Regions from separate parts of the Macaca mulatta genome. Here region 2 is linked to region 1. The links are chromatin contacts, called in public Hi-C maps. All regions are on one chromosome and are shown on one strand. The core of a region is the stretch at or near the end of the contact, and the rest is flanking DNA. Distances in the headings are between cores, read along the strand shown. Region 1 holds the start of NAXE (NAD(P)HX epimerase). Region 2 holds the start of MEF2D (myocyte enhancer factor 2D).

What was found. A called contact is a pair of places that touch in the nucleus more often than the background predicts.
Region 2: a Hi-C map of liver shows a contact between it and region 1, with 1.8 times the contacts expected there. The contact joins the promoter of MEF2D here to the promoter of NAXE in region 1. A contact is called at or near these places in 2 of 14 Hi-C or Micro-C datasets (CD4 T cells and liver).

What each region holds. Positions count from the first base shown.
Region 1 is chr1:110,332,989-110,337,502 of T2T-MMU8v2.0, reverse strand. It overlaps NAXE (NAD(P)HX epimerase), which reads left to right and starts at 2,925. Exons shown (of 6, transcript XM_001116635.4): 1 at 2,925-3,120; 2 at 3,235-3,343; 3 at 3,499-3,609; 4 at 3,691-3,804. The coding sequence starts at 2,939.
Region 2 is chr1:110,423,446-110,427,980 of T2T-MMU8v2.0, reverse strand. It overlaps MEF2D (myocyte enhancer factor 2D), which reads right to left and starts at 2,583. Exons shown (of 10, transcript XM_077943888.1): 1 at 2,244-2,583.

The DNA.
Region 1 (4,514 bases), core at 1,676-4,175:
AAAACAGATTAACAAGAGAAAAGCATACAGATTTACTTAATATAAATTTTATGTGACACAGGAGCCCTCATAAAGCAATGAAGACCCAAAGAAGGAAAACCTAAATGTTTTGTACTAGGTTGAACAAAGAGCTAATTGTGGAAAAGCAGCTAAAATATATGGGGAGGCCAGTCGCAGGGGCTCACACCTGTAATCCCAGCACTTTGGGAGGCCAAGGTGAGTGGATCGCTTGAGCCCAGGAGTTTGAAACCAACCTGGGCAACATGGTGAGACCCCATCTCTACAAAAACTACAAAAATTGGCCAGGTGTGGTGGTGCGTGCCTGTAGTCCCAGCTACTAGGGAGGCTGAGGCAGGAGAATCGCTTGAACCCATGAGTCAGAGGTTGCAGTGAGCCGAGATCGTGCCACTGCACTGTAGCCTGGGTGACGGTGAGACTCTGTCTCCAAAAAAATAATAAAAATAAAATATTTGGGGAGGCTAAAGGAAGATGAGAGATATTTTATTAAGGTCTGTTTATAGAGAATTCTCTCAGCTTCGGCTCCCTGTCTCTGGTGATAATGTTTCTTTCCTCCTGGAGGAAGGCATTGTTCACATGGGAGTTTTGTTTCCTGCTTTCAGGAAGAAAAGGGGAGGTTAGAGCACTCTTCTTATACTTACTGTTTTTCTTTTTCTTTTCTTTCTTTTTTTGAGATGGAGTCTGGCTCTGTTGCCCAGACTGGAGTGTGGTGGCAGGATCCTGGCACACTGCAACCTCCTCTTCCCAGAATTCAAGCAATTCTCCTGCCTCAGCCTCCTGAGTAGCTAGGATTACAGATGCTTGCCACCATGCCCCATTAATTTTTTTTGTATTTTTAGTAGAGATGGGGTTTCACCATGTTGGCCAGGCTGGTCTCGAACTCCTGACCTCAGGTGATCCACCCGCCTCGGCCTCCCAAAGTGTTGGGATTACAGGTGTGAGCCAGTGCCTCTGGCCCTAATTTTTGTATTTTTAGTAGAGGCGGTGTTTCACCATGTTGTCCAGGCTGGTCTTGAACTCCTGACCTCAAATGATCCACCCACCCTCGGCCTCCCAAAGTGCTGGGATTACAGGCATGAGCCACTGTGCCCTGCCAAGACCTCGTTTCTGAAAAAATATGAAAATTAGTCGGGTGTGGTGGCGCATGCCTGTAGTCCCAGTTACTGGAGAGGCTGAGGCTGGAGGATCACTTGATCCCAGAGGTCCAGGCTGCAGTGAGCCATGATCAGGCAGCTGCACTGCAGCCTGAGTGACAGAGCGAGACCCTGTCTAAAAAACAAAAAAGACCTTCCCTTTACCTGTGTCTTAGCTTGGCCTGTCACAATAAAATATCATAGATTGGATGCTCAAGCAACAAATTAATTTTCTCAGAGTTCTGGGGACTGGAAGTCAGATTAGGGTTCCAGTATGGTGACAGAGAGGAGGGGCGGGGAGAGGAAGAAAGTCTCATAAGGGCACTAATTCTACCAGACTAGGGCCTACCCCTTATACCCCAACTAATGCTAATCCCAACGGCCCTGTCTCAGAATACCATCACACTGGGGGTTAGGGCTTCAACATATGAATTTGTGAGGGGGGAAGGAACACAAACATTGAGTCCCTAGAAGTCTGGATAATTATCTTTATCTTAGTGCCTTGATGGTAACTGGTTTGTTACTCTCCAACCTTTTCCCCTAACCATGCAACAGAGTGTGTTTGCGTTCTCAAAACCACTTGGGTAAACTCTACTCCTCCTCTCAAGACTTCTAGTGAAACATCATCCTGACCTGGAGCAGTCATGCGCGTCCGTGTGAGGAGACCACCAAACAGGCTTTGTGTGAGCAATAAAGCTTTTTAATCACCTGGGTGCAGGCGGGCTGAGTCCGAAAAGACAGTCAGCAAGGGAGATAAGGGTGGGGCCGTTTTATAGGATTTGGGTAGATAAAGGAAAATTACAGTCAAAGGGGATCTGTTCTCTGGCGGGCAGGAGTGGGGGTCACCAGGTGCTTAGTGGGGGAGCTTTTTGAGCCAGGATGAGCCAGGAAAAGGACTTTCACAAGGTAATGTCATCATTTAAGGCAGGGACCAGCCATTTTCACTTCTTTTGTGGTGGAATGTCATCAGTTAAGGCGGGGCAGGGCATTTTCACTTCTTTCGTGATTCTTCAGTTACTTCAGGCCATCTGGGCATATACGTGCAAGTCACAGGGATGCCACGGCTTGGCTTGGGCTCAGAGGCCTGACAGAGCCTATGGTTTCGATTACATTTTAAACCATAGCTTACAGAACCTATTTAAGGATAATTTTCTATTTCCGTAGCTATTATCTCAGTAAAGGGGGTAAGTATGACTAGGGAAGTACAGCGCGATATCCTGGTAAAATAGAGGTAGGGGAAGCTAATTTAGTGCAGAAGGGGCCTAAGTTACATAGGCTCGCTGGTGTAAATAACAACAGTAGCTTAATTTCTATAGCACTCCCTCTGCGCCGGTTTGCAGGCATTAGCACCTATGAAGTATGTACTCGTTTCCCTGTTGTGTAGGCGAAAAACTGACACCAGCAGCTCCCCCAATTCACTCAGCCTCTAAGCAGTGGGGCAGGAATAAAGGATAACTGCTATACCATATACCTTTCTGAAAGAGTTACAAAGCCAGCACTTATTATCAAAGGGCGGTTGGGAGCAAGGCATTTCGGCGTATCTGGAAATGTGTGGCGATTTGTAAACGCTCCTGAGGAGAGCTCGGATCCCAAGTGTAAGGGAAGCTGGCCCAGGTGGGAACGGCTCCCCCGCCCAAGGGCTGCTAGAACCACAAGACTCCAGCCCCGAGCCGCTTCCGGAACCCGCGCGTGCTGGCCCGGCCTCTCCGGGGGCGGGGCGAGGGTCGCGCATGCGCCGGGGTCGGGTCGAGCCGGGCCTGGCAGGGGGCGAGCGCTCTGCTAGCTGGATGTCAGGGGTGCGGACGCTGCTGGGCCTCGGGCTTCTGGTTGCGGGCTCGCGCCTGCTGCGGATCAAAAGCGAGACCATCGCCTGCCGCTCGGGACCCACCTGGTGGGGACCGCAGCGGCTGAACTCGGGTGGCCGCTGGGACTCAGAGGTCATGGCGAGCACGGCGGTGAAGTACCTGAGGTAGGCGCGGGTCTCTGGTGGCCTGCTCTGCCGCGGGGCGGGGCCTGGGACGGCCGGGCCACCTGCGCAATGGAGAACACGAGGGGCGGGACTCAGGCCGCGGGTTTTCCTCAGCCAGGAGGAGGCCCAGGCCGTGGACCAGGAGCTATTTAACGAATATCAGTTCAGCGTGGACCAACTTATGGAGCTGGCCGGGCTGAGCTGTGCCACAGCCATCGCCAAGGTCAGTGGCACAACTCTCGACCTTTGGGAGCAGCCAGGGAGGAGTCACTGTCCCAGCCCTCTGGCCTAGGCACAAAGGGGTGGGAGAAACAGCTGGGCCAATCTGATCTATTACCGCCTGAAACCCCGCTGAACCACCCTTGACTCTGCCTTCAGGCATATCCCCCCACGTCCATGTCCAGGAGCCCCCCTACTGTCCTGGTCATCTGTGGCCCGGGGAATAATGGAGGAGATGGTCTGGTCTGTGCTCGACACCTCAAACTCTTTGTAAGTATGTGGGGAGGGGCTGTGGGGGAGGAGGGTGTGAGGGCTCTGGGATCTGGGGTTGAATTACCACTTTCTTCCTAGGGCTATGAGCCAACCATCTATTACCCCAAAAGGCCTAACAAGCCCCTCTTCACTGCATTGGTGACCCAGTGTCAGAAAATGGACATCCCTTTCCTTGGGGAAATGCCCTCAGAGGTAGGTGGCTCCAGTTGAATACTTCATCTCCCAGTAACCACTGCCTGTGCTCTGCTCTTCCATCGTGTTTCCAGGCTGAGCTCATTTTAGTGCCTGGTACAGAAGATGCCTAAAGGATGGTATTCAAATAAGTGTGCAAGAGCCTTCTCCCCCTTCATAAAGTGTGCTCCATGAGTCCCACACACCACCTTCTCTAAAGCTTCCCTGCCCTTTCATCTCCCTGGTCCCTCCTTCCACTCTGTAGTCAGATCCTCTTGCCCTAGCATGCAGTAAACACATGATTGCCCCTCAGAGGCCAGAGTGGCTGCCCTATCTGAAACCCTTCCTGCAGATGCATGAATTAAGGGATGGGAAATTGGGTAATTTTTTTCCTTAACCCATTTTACAGATGAAGATACTGAGGTGGAGAGAAGTGGTTTGCTTAAAGTCACTGAATTGTATCATGGCAGAGCTGAAACCATAATCTGGCTCTCCTGACTCGGTCTCAGGCTATCTCACCCTGTAGCCTCCCCAGTGGCGGGCAGGCAGGCACTGAGAACAAAAACTGTCTGGTCTCAGTTTGGCCTGAATCAGTGACCAACTCACACTTTCTCTAGGCCTCAGGCTGCCCTCTGAATGAGATACAATACTTGTGTCTCTGTGAATGGTCTGCAGGTGCAGAGGACAGCCCTCTCCCGTTAAGGCTGTTTGTGCAGCTGCTGGCTCTGACA
Region 2 (4,535 bases), core at 1,334-3,833, 91 kb before region 1:
GGCCCTCCAGCCCAGGGGCACCAAGTGCAGAGTGGAGTGGACACGGACAGCACCTGCCACCCCTCCAAGTCCTCCACCACTCTCTCAGGCATTGAGTACAGCAGACAGAAGCTCTAGCCAATTCCCCACACCCATCCCCCAACATAAGGATCATGACGCTCTCTGGGTCCTGCTTCTCCCCTTGGACTGGGGCTTCCATGAACACGGACTGTATGTCTCCCTTCCTAGAATCCCTCCCTACTATGAAGTTGTGCCTAAACGAGTGGAAAGACGAAAGCTCTTACACAGATTTGTTGTGTGATCTCATGTGAAAAACTCAACCTTTTTGGTCCCTACAGGAGTGAGTAAAAGCTCCTCCCTTTCCCCTTCCCTCCAGAGAGACTAGAGACCCCTCCCTTTACAAATGTACTGCGCACACATACATATACACACATATGCAAACATACAGGGTGTGTTGGCGGGGGCAGGGGAGTTACAACAAAGAGAATATAACCACTGAGACCCAAGGGCCCAAATGCCTATGCTGGGGCAAGTGGGGAAGAAGTTCCATATAAGCTCCAGTGTCCCCCAATCACCCCGTATAAATAGGTCCTCAGCCACTCCCACAATAGTCCTACCCCACCCCCATCTCCTGCCCAACACACTGGGAAACCACAGGAAGGAAATTCATTCCCAGGCAGGGCCGTGGGAGCTGGGAGAGCCAGACTAAGTCCTGGGGCGGGTGTGACCCCGTGGCCACAAGCGGTGGACATCTGTGAACACTGACATGTGCCTTTTCAGTGCTCTCCTCAGCTACTGAGACCTTCCTGTTGGGGTTGGGAGAGGAGTGGGAGGTGGACAGCTCCCAAACGCCAAAACACCCAATCTCAGGCTGACCTGCACTCTCCCTCCTATCTCCAGGCCAGAGCAGCCCAAGGTCACCGCCCCAGACGGCAAACTTCCCATAGTCTAGGCTGGACCCTGAATTGCTGCGGAGACCCACTGCAGGGATAGGAGGAGGAGTGGATAAGGGCCACCCCCACCCCAAAGCAAAGAAACCAGGACTCCGAGGAAAACTCGAATGGGGGTTGGGCACAGCAAAGAGGGACACAGGATCTCCCCAAGCCCGCGACACCCTCCCCCAACCCATCAATAGTGCACCAAGTAAGGGGAGGCAGAGGGAGGCTCCCACTCAGAGGGGCAAACCTGGGATAACCCAGTCGGTGGCTCCTAGAGTGCCTTCCTTTCAGGGGGAGCCCTCAGAAAGCTGCTGAGAGGGCAGCGTGATTCACTAGGGGGAGGGGGCCCCTTTCCCCTATCCCCCTAAGACCCAAACCTGGTAGGAGGGAGGCTGGCATTGGAGTAGGGGACTAAATGCATTTTGGTCTCGTTGGCCCACCCTCCCAAAAGCCCCCCCAAACTCCCTAAACCCCCACTCGCAGCCCAGCTCCGCCTGCCATAGGTGGAGAGAGGGACTAGAGAACTCTTGCCCAGATGTTGAACAGCTGCAAACTTCTGGCCAGGGAGTTCTCCAGCTGGGGTTGCTGACAAACCACATCAGGGGTCTCGGAAGCGGGGCTAGGAGGTCCCAAGGAAGGGTCCTGCGTGCCCACCTCGTGGCGACTCCGCGTCCCAACTCCACAGGCACCCGGCAAACACGGGCCCCGGAGACACACACACTCACACACCCCAACCCACCACCCCGGTGTCATCTGAACAACATCCCCCCTCCCTCCCCCGCTTCCCAAACAGCTGCGGCTCCCCCCGCCTCCACCCTCCCGCCGCCCTCCCAGGCCCCCTTCTGCACCATTTCGGGCCAAGGAGGAGGGAACAGGCGGCGAGAGGAGGGAGAGGGAGGGAGGGCCGGCTGTTAAAATGTCAGTCGCTCCCGGCTGTCACCGGAGACCCCCTTGGAGGATGGCGCCCCGTCCCAGACCGCTCGGAGGCCGTCGTAAACCCCCTACGCGAACAAGCGGGCGCACCCCCAATCCGCCCGTCCCCACCCCGTACTCCCAACACCCAAGGGAATTGCAGCCCACTCCACTTGTCCCCCACGGCAGACTCCCTGACACAAACAGTCCCCTAGGTAATCCCCGCCAACGCCACACGAAAACACGGCCCGCTTCGCGAGTTCCTCCCGGCCCGGGGGCTGCCCCATCCCACCCCTCAGGGGGACGGTCTAGACCACCCTCCACCCCAACCCCTGGACCGGGTGGGGGAGGGGGCCTCTTAAAGTGGCAGGCGCATTATTTTTCTTTACTCACCAGCCCGGCTGGGGGAACGGTGTTGTCACGGCAAAGAGCGGGTAGCCCTCGCCCCTGGTCCAGGGGATCTTCAACACCAGGAAGCCGCAGCTCCGGGCGGGGGGAATAATAAATGAGGCCGGCGTCCGCGCGGGCCCTGGGCGGCGCCGTGGGGCCTGGGCCCCCGTCGTGGGCGCGGGGGCCGGCAGGCGGGCGGCGGGCAAGCGGGGAACCGGGGCCGAGCGCCCGAGCTGCCTCGGCTGTTGTTGATATTTTGCTTCCTTCCTCCTTTCGGGCTCCAAAGGTAACTCCTCCAGCCCCCGGGAGTCGAGGCCGACGTAGGCACAGCTCAGCCTAGCTTGAGGGGTGGGGAGAACGGGGTGACGGACAGGTGTGGGGGCCAATGGGAGGCAAGTGTGGGGGTTGCGGGGCGGAGCCGGGGCTGGGGCGGTCCCGAGGACGCGGCCCCGCCCCTCGCTTCCCCAGGGTTGGCCGGGCCGGGCCGAGTCGGGTCGGCCCCCGCCCTACCGCCCTCTCAAGCTAGGCTGTGGCGCCGGGAGCGGCGGATCCCTCCGCTTGCCGGGAGGGAGGGAGGAAGGGACCAAGCGAGGCAAAGTAGGAAGGCGAGACCCAGAGGCCTTTAAAGGGATCGGTCCGCTCCCACGGTGCCCCTCGGAGCACGCCGGCCGCCCGCCCGCTCGCTTGGCGCTGCTGCTACCGCGTGCTCTAGGAGGTCCTTTCCGGGGAGGCCGTGCGAGCTGCACGCACACTCTCAACACGCGCCACCTCGGGACCTCCTCCCGGCCCCGGGCCCCAGGAGAGTTGGGAGGTGGGAGTCTAAGTAGATAAATTAAGGGGAGACTGGAAGTGGTGAAAAGCTCCCATCTCCCCCACTTGGTGTGTGACAAAGCCCCACTTAAGGGCGACATTCTTGGGGGTGGGGGGTTACCTAGGGAGCTCAGTTGCTCCCTCTACCTGTGACAGGCCCCCTCCTGTCCCAGGTCCCGGCTCGGCAGACGCCCAGCAATTTAAAGCGACAGCTCATAGTTCTTGGGTGACCTAATCTCCAGTGCTTGCTGGGCCCCACAGCACTCACTGCCGAGGGGGCAATTTAAAGGGGCGGGACCCTAATTCCTCCCCACCTCCCGCCGCACAGTAAACACCCAGAGATATTTTATTAAAGAAGCAGTAGTAGCTCTTTAATTTTTTTTTATTTTCAAATTCCTGGTTGCTCCAGGGTGTGGTGAATCTTTACGTGCCCTACAACAGGAGTGTGGGTGCCATGCCTACTGGACAACTGACCCGTCCTCTTCAGTATCCCTGTTACTTCCAAGTCCTGCTGCTTTGTCCCAGGAGCGTAAGGAAATGATGGCATCTGGCTTAGATCTCAAAGAACCTTGCAGAACAGAAGAGCACTCAGTTCTTCACACACCCCGAATTTTTTTTTTTTTTTTTTTTTGAGACGGAGTCTTGTTCTGTCGCCCAGGCTGGAGTGCAGTGGCGCGATCTTGGCTCACTGCAACTTCCGCCACCCAGGTTCAAGCGATTCTCCTGCCTCGCCTCCCGCCTCCCGCCTCCCGAGTAGCTGGGACGACAGGCGCATGCCGCCACTCCCGGCTAATTTTTTGTATTTTAGTGGAGATGGAATTTCACCGTGTTGCCCAGGCTAGTCTCGAACTCCTGAGCTCAGGCAATCCGCCTGCCTCGGCCTCCCAAAGTGCTAGGATTACAGGCGTGAGCCACCGCGCCCAGACACACACCCTGATTTCTATCTGGCTGGATCTGATTTACCGGACAAAGACTCCAATATATAGAGAGAGGCAACATGTCATGGTGGTTAGAAATGTCCACTTTGCAGTCAGGCTGCTGTGGTTCAGATCCTCACTCCATCATTCATTAACTGTGAACACAGGCACATTATTTAACTTCCCCCTACCTCATGGTCCTCATGGGTAGACAAGAGATGATGGTAATAGTAGCTAACTCAGAAATTTAGTGTGAAGATTAAATTAGTTCTTCTAAGCAGATTGCTTAGTACAGTGTCTTATACTGTATAATAACCCAAACCAGACCGTTGGGCCAAGGGCTGGTCTGCAAAGAACCCTCTAGGCCTCCATTGGCCCATGCAAGCCTCAAAGGAGGTGAGTTCAGTGGACTTGCTCTGCAAATAGGTTGGAGACTTATCTTGTGTGTCCTAAGACAGGAAGCCAGCAAGCTCCTATTTCCTTGGCCTCAGTTTCCAACCCTTCTACCTGACCCCCGTTTCAGGAAACAGTGTCCCACCGTGTCCCCAAATATAGCTTCTCAGTTCCT